2 separate regions of the Callithrix jacchus genome follow, and region 1 is linked to region 2. A link is a contact called in public Hi-C data. All regions are on one chromosome and are shown on one strand. Each heading gives the region's core, a stretch centred on a gene start, on an enhancer-like site or on the middle of the called end of the contact. The rest is flanking DNA. Distances are from core to core; before and after follow the strand shown.

The links. Hi-C and Micro-C count contacts between places; a contact is called where the count stands out from the background.
Region 1: a contact with region 2 is called in a Hi-C map of induced pluripotent stem cells, with 2.6 times the contacts expected there. The contact joins two enhancer-like sites. A contact is called at or near these places in 2 of 3 Hi-C or Micro-C datasets (induced pluripotent stem cells and skeletal muscle).

The regions. Positions count from the first base shown.
Region 1 is chrX:40,852,087-40,854,786 of calJac240_pri, forward strand. LOC108589963 (a long non-coding RNA gene) reads left to right here. Exons shown (of 3, transcript XR_001909314.4): 2 at 1-286; 3 at 562-725. Among named protein-coding and RNA genes, the nearest start is that of BCOR, 170 kb to the right of the region's middle. Within about 2 kb of position 1,350, at least 11 of the 16 cell types and tissues checked have an H3K27ac peak or open chromatin away from gene starts, as enhancers often do.
Region 2 is chrX:40,659,910-40,662,609 of calJac240_pri, forward strand. No RefSeq gene overlaps it. Among named protein-coding and RNA genes, the nearest start is that of BCOR, 370 kb to the right of the region's middle. Within about 2 kb of position 1,287, at least 2 of the 16 cell types and tissues checked have an H3K27ac peak or open chromatin away from gene starts, as enhancers often do.

The sequences.
Region 1 (2,700 bases), core at 100-2,599, 190 kb after region 2:
AACTGTACCTAAAAAGTCAGGAGAGAACTCGTTAACTTTTGTTTGGTTTAACATTGCCAGCTTCAAGTCAACCGTAGGCCCCCAGAAGGTTTTGTAAAATATTTAATCTAACTCAGACAATTTCCTGCAGGACCTAACTGGACCACCCCACTTACTGAGCCGCTGCCAAAAAGGATGCTTGACTGCAGACTGGCAACCAGAGGCCTTCCAGCCGCCTGGCTGGCCTTGACCTCTGCTCAAGGCGCCAGGAAGACCCTTCCTGGAATCCAGAGAGGCTAAGACCTGGGTAACTCTGGAGGTCTAACCCCATGAGGAAGAAGCCCAAAAAATGGAGTTAAAGACGCTTTTCACACCACCGATTGTTGTCTGTGGCCCTAGCCCTTCTGTGACCCTGGCCCTCTCTGAACCCTCTAAAATGGGCATGAGGATGTCTGTCTCACCTTCCTCCGGGTGTTACGCATTTTGAAGTCTGGGCACTATGGGAAAGGCAGAGGCTGGGCGTCCCCCAGCGCCCTCCACTCCCCCCCACCTTCACTGTTTTCTTCGACATTATCTCCCTAGAGAACACAGCAAGCGGGAGTGGGATCCTTCAACTCCGCTGAGTCTCAACTCCTTCCAAACGTGAGGCTGTCGGGGAGAACTCCTGCTCTGCCCAGTTTCCATTCCCGCCTCCAGAATAACGAGCCGAAAACATGTGTACTGTAAATAAAGCCTGTCTAAATAAAGCACTTGGGTAAAGGCTACCGAGAAAACACTCCGCACCGCTCTGTGCTCAGAGCGTGAGTCAGCTTCCCAGCCCTGGGGGAACAATGGGGACTCTGCCAAGGGTCCCCTTCTGTCGACCCCTGAAGGCCCCCAGACCCGTTCGGGTTGCGGGGGTGCCGGCACCCTGGGACCTTCGGCCCCGAGGGTCGGGAGGGGTAAGGGCCCACCTGGCGACCGGGGTTGGGGTCCAGTCCCTGAATTAGCTCGGCCAGGAATCCCTCTGCCCGCAGCTGCCGCGGAGGGGATGAGGGTTAAACAAACACCGGGCAGAGGAGCGAGCCTGTGGGCTGCAGCCGGCGCGGCGCGACACGACGCGGGGAGGGGACGGGAGGCAAGCGGGAGCACGCTACCGAGCCTCCCGACGGGAAGACGCCTCCTCCCCGCGCCAGGCCGGGCTCTCGCCCACTCGGCTGGCCGCCTCTACCCCCTGGCCTCCCAAGTCTCAGCGGAAAGAAACGTAGAGGCTGCCAAAAGCACCCCATTCCTTTTATTATCCCCGTAGGCCCATACACATACACAAGCCACCACACACACACACAACAGGCACACGTGTGCGGGAAACGTAGATGCTTTGCCTCCATCGCTCGCAGAGTGAGCACCAAAGCCGAGGGAAACGGCACCCCTGTGGTGGAAGACAGTGTTGGGACTCGTGGTGGCCTCCACGCTACGTCTCCTATCCCGACCTCTGGGTTTCCTCCTGGGTTTCTTGCGGCTTCGTTCCGACTGGTGCAGTGGCCTCTGCTCTGGTATGGGCAGGCGGTTTCCTCGCGCCCGGTGACCTTAAGGGTCAGGGATCCACCCGGTAGGCCCGTGGTTTCCGGAGTCGCGCGGCCAGCCCTTCCTCCCAGCCTCTCCGGCCAAGGCCGCACTCAGCCGCCCAGCCTGGTCGGGCTCAGCTAGTCCGCTCCTCGCCCGGAGCAGGAGCGCGGTTGGTGAAAAGCACCCGGGGCCTCACCCACGCCTTGTGCACACGCGCCCCACCAGTGCTGGAGCGGTGCCCCAACAGCCAGAAATTGCCAAATCGTCGCTGGGCAGGGTTGGGGATGAGGCTTTGGGAACCGGGTTTGAGCTGGAGAAGACGAGGAAAACAAGTGAAACGGGAGGGGCGGGGTGGGGTGACGGCTCATAAATCATCCAGCCCCACCCTCAGGCCTCAGTGCCGAGGCGCCCTAGCCCCGCGGGGAAAAGGAGGTTCACTCGGCCACTCCTGGCCGACCTCTGCGCTCTCCGGGAGCCAGCGCCCCACCCTGGGCTCAGGCCGCGCTAGGACCAGCTCCCGGCCCAGATCGTAAACCACCCGCCCGATTCGGCGGAAAGCCGCCCTTGGACACAGCGCGCATCCGCCCAAGGGGAAGTTTATTTATAGCTTGTAAACGTAAAGGAAACCAGACCGCGCTACCTCGCCGCGCTCCGGCTCCTTCGCTCTCCACCTGCCCACCAGGAGGGCGCAACTGGAGGCAGGGGGTGGGTTTGGTTCTATCGCCCCCGCTCCGCTCCCGGGGTAGAACAGGGTCCCAAGAGGCTGGCAAGCCTTACATTCCTCTCGGCGCCTATCCAGTGCCATGAAAGTCAGAGATGGGGGAGGAGGACAGGGCCAGAGCGGAGGAGTGGTTAGGGTGGGGGTGGCCGAGCTGGCCCACTTGGCACGAAAGGGCAGGCAGGCCAGGCGACGCGGCGCGGAATTCCGCAGCTCCCGCTCCGGACCGGGGGAAATCCTGGAGTGCAAGAGAGCCCGGGGAGGGGGCGCTCCGGGAGCCTCTCCTTGAAAGGCGGGATGCTTTCCCCGTTCCTCCCGCGCACGTGTCCTCAGCAGAGCAGGCAAGCACTGCGCGCCTGGGGCTGCGATCCTCGGGTGACAGCGACTGAGAGCGCGCCCTCTCCACTCTCCACCCCCGCCGTCGCCGCCTACCCTGGGGAGCTCCAGTCTCCTGGATG
Region 2 (2,700 bases), core at 37-2,536:
AAGTTGGGGGAAGGGGGGTTATGTTCCCCCCATAACCTAATCTGGACACTGAGGAAGGAGGAGGCCACACACACCGTTCAGTGCTAAGCAACAAGGTGCAGATGGGTGAATCAGGCCACCGCCAGGCTCTAGACTTCTGTGGAAAGCTTACCTCAAGGGATAAATGCCTAACATTTGCATATTCAAGTTAACCAGTGGGGAACTCAGGGTATCTTGTCTGTGATTGGTGGGATGACTTAGGGACTTCCCATGGATATCACTTCTGCTGTGAGTCCAGGCCTGGTAGCAATGGATAGCTGACTCAGCAAAGAGGGTTAATTGACAAGAGTTCAGTAACGGGACTATTTACAGATTGCAGAAACCTCAAGGGATAGGGAAGTACACTGGGACTGGCAACAGTGGGAAGCTGCCACCACTCCCTGGACTGAAGGCGCCAGGGGCAGGGGCTGTCAGCAAAACCTGGAAAGAGCTGTAGGTGAGGGGTGCTATGAGAAAAGGAACGAAGCCACTGCCAAAAGGACAGCCCAGCTGTGGAAATAAATACTCAACTTCTGACTCTTCCTATCTGCTTCCCATTGGCCAACCCAACCAGAAGCCAGTGACCAAGGCAAACCAAGGGATCCAGTCCACAAAGATCAAGGATCAGCCTCCTGGGCACAGAAAGTGGGTGGGGTGGCGGGAGAGCAAACAGATCTGCCCCACAAATATGATGCTGCCCCCACCAGTCTGGTGGCTTGAAGAGGATGTGCCAGAGACCACTCACCTCCATGAGGCTGCCCCAGTAGAACAAACCACAGGCTGGCTGTGGGCCTAGAGGCAGGCAGGCCAGCCGGAGCCTGACAGAGCTATACCAGAGTCAAAGGAGAGCCATCCAAGACCGTCCACTTGACCTAAATGTGACGTGGGTAGGGATGTGTCTTACCTACACCAATGTCCAAATTAAGCCCCTGCACAAGTGTGGATTTTACCTTGAGGCTAATAAAGCTTAAAGTTCAGGGCCTTGACTCTCATAGTCCCTTTCCAAAGCCCGGGTAGGATCCTAGCAGTTATCATTTGTATCTCTGCACTGTTTTTCCTCAAGGCCGCCCCAACATTCATGTAACTTTTAGGCCCCCAGACTTGGATCTGACCCTGCAGCTGCATTAAGAAGAGATTGGGCTGCTACTCTGCTTTCCCCCTCCAGGGGGTAAGCCCATTCTCGGGGTCCAGGAGGGCAGAAGGGACTATGCCTTCCCCCAGAAGGGGTTTCGACTCTGCTCTGCTTCTCTGGGAGGAGCATTTCCCAAGCTCCTCCTCTTTATGGTGTTCTGGGAGAGGGTTAATAGGCATGGGGGGAGGAGGCCTCTTGTGGCCCAACACTACTGGAAAGATTGGCGGCCTCTCCTCTGCCCCCCACCCACCAACCTCCGGAAGATTCACAATGTACATTAGCATAGTAAAGGCTCCAGATAAAGAAAACGTTTGGCTTTGTTTACTGTGGGGGTTGCCCACACTTCCTGGAGCTTAAGCTGAAAGCGAAAGGATGAGTAGGTGTCTGATAGGAGAGGGTTTTAGGCTCGAGGGTACAGCCCCAGCAAAAGCCCGGAGAACTGGAAGAAGTTGCAGCTGAAAGGGAGAGTTTGAGGTGGTGGAGCTGGGAAGGATGGACTAGAGAAGCCCCCCAAGCGGGCCTTTCATCCTGAGGACGCTGGGCTACAACACGCTCAGAGCTCTGAATCAGAGCTGCCCTGAAGCAGAGGCAGAGCTCCCAGCTCTCTGAAGACTTAGCATGCTGCTGTTTGCATCCTTCCATCTGTAAGCGATGTTTCAGGCTGGGCAAAAGTTGTCCTCATAGAGTTTCTCCCTCTGCCTCTGCTTGCCCCAGAGCTGGCAGAACCACAGCACCCAGTGGCCCCGGGCTGCAAAGGGCATGAGGACTTCAGGCTGGTTTCCCAGAAACAGGAGGGTTTGTAGATAACCCTGACTCCCTATGACCAAAGGCACCGTTCCCAAAACGCCTGCACATGGAGCTGTAGCCTAGTGCTGCCAAGTAAAGTTTGATTCTGGAAAAAACAATTAGCCTACAGGGGTAGCAGTAGCTGCTTCCGAAGTTCTACAGCCCAGGCCACCACTGGGTGCTGGCCTCAGTCCCATGAGCCTTCAGCACTGCCAGTGAGAAGTGATAATTCAGATTTATCGTCTTCTAGAAAGGTTGGGGGACACATTCCTCCATGCCACTCTCCCCTAGTCGAGGGCCTGTCCTTTCTCTCCAGTGAATAGTATCTCTGGCCAGAGAGGGACCGGACCAGGCTTTGCTTTCCAGCCTCACATAAGCGCCCTCCTGATGTCAAATATGACACATTCTTCAAGCTAGTGACCTCTGCCCCCACCTTAAAAAAACAGCCCTCTACTTCATCCATCTTTGGGCTGATGACTGCTTTTTTTCAAGCAAGTGCGGACTCTAGCAGTTCTGTTTTCCAGTGATGCTTTTTCTCCTCCTTTCCATCCAATTTGGTGTCATCTGTGTCTCTGACTGAGCAGGGCTCCCCAGTCTCCTGGCTCACCTGGCCCATGCACCTTTGGAAGCCAGTCTGCAGAGCCTCCGATTCCATGTGCAGATTTGCAGGGTTGGCATTTGGCTTTCACACTGGCCCTCAGAGTGGCCGTGTGGAAAGAGGGCGGTCTGGCCATGGGACTGACGTCCCAGGGCAGCAGGGCAAG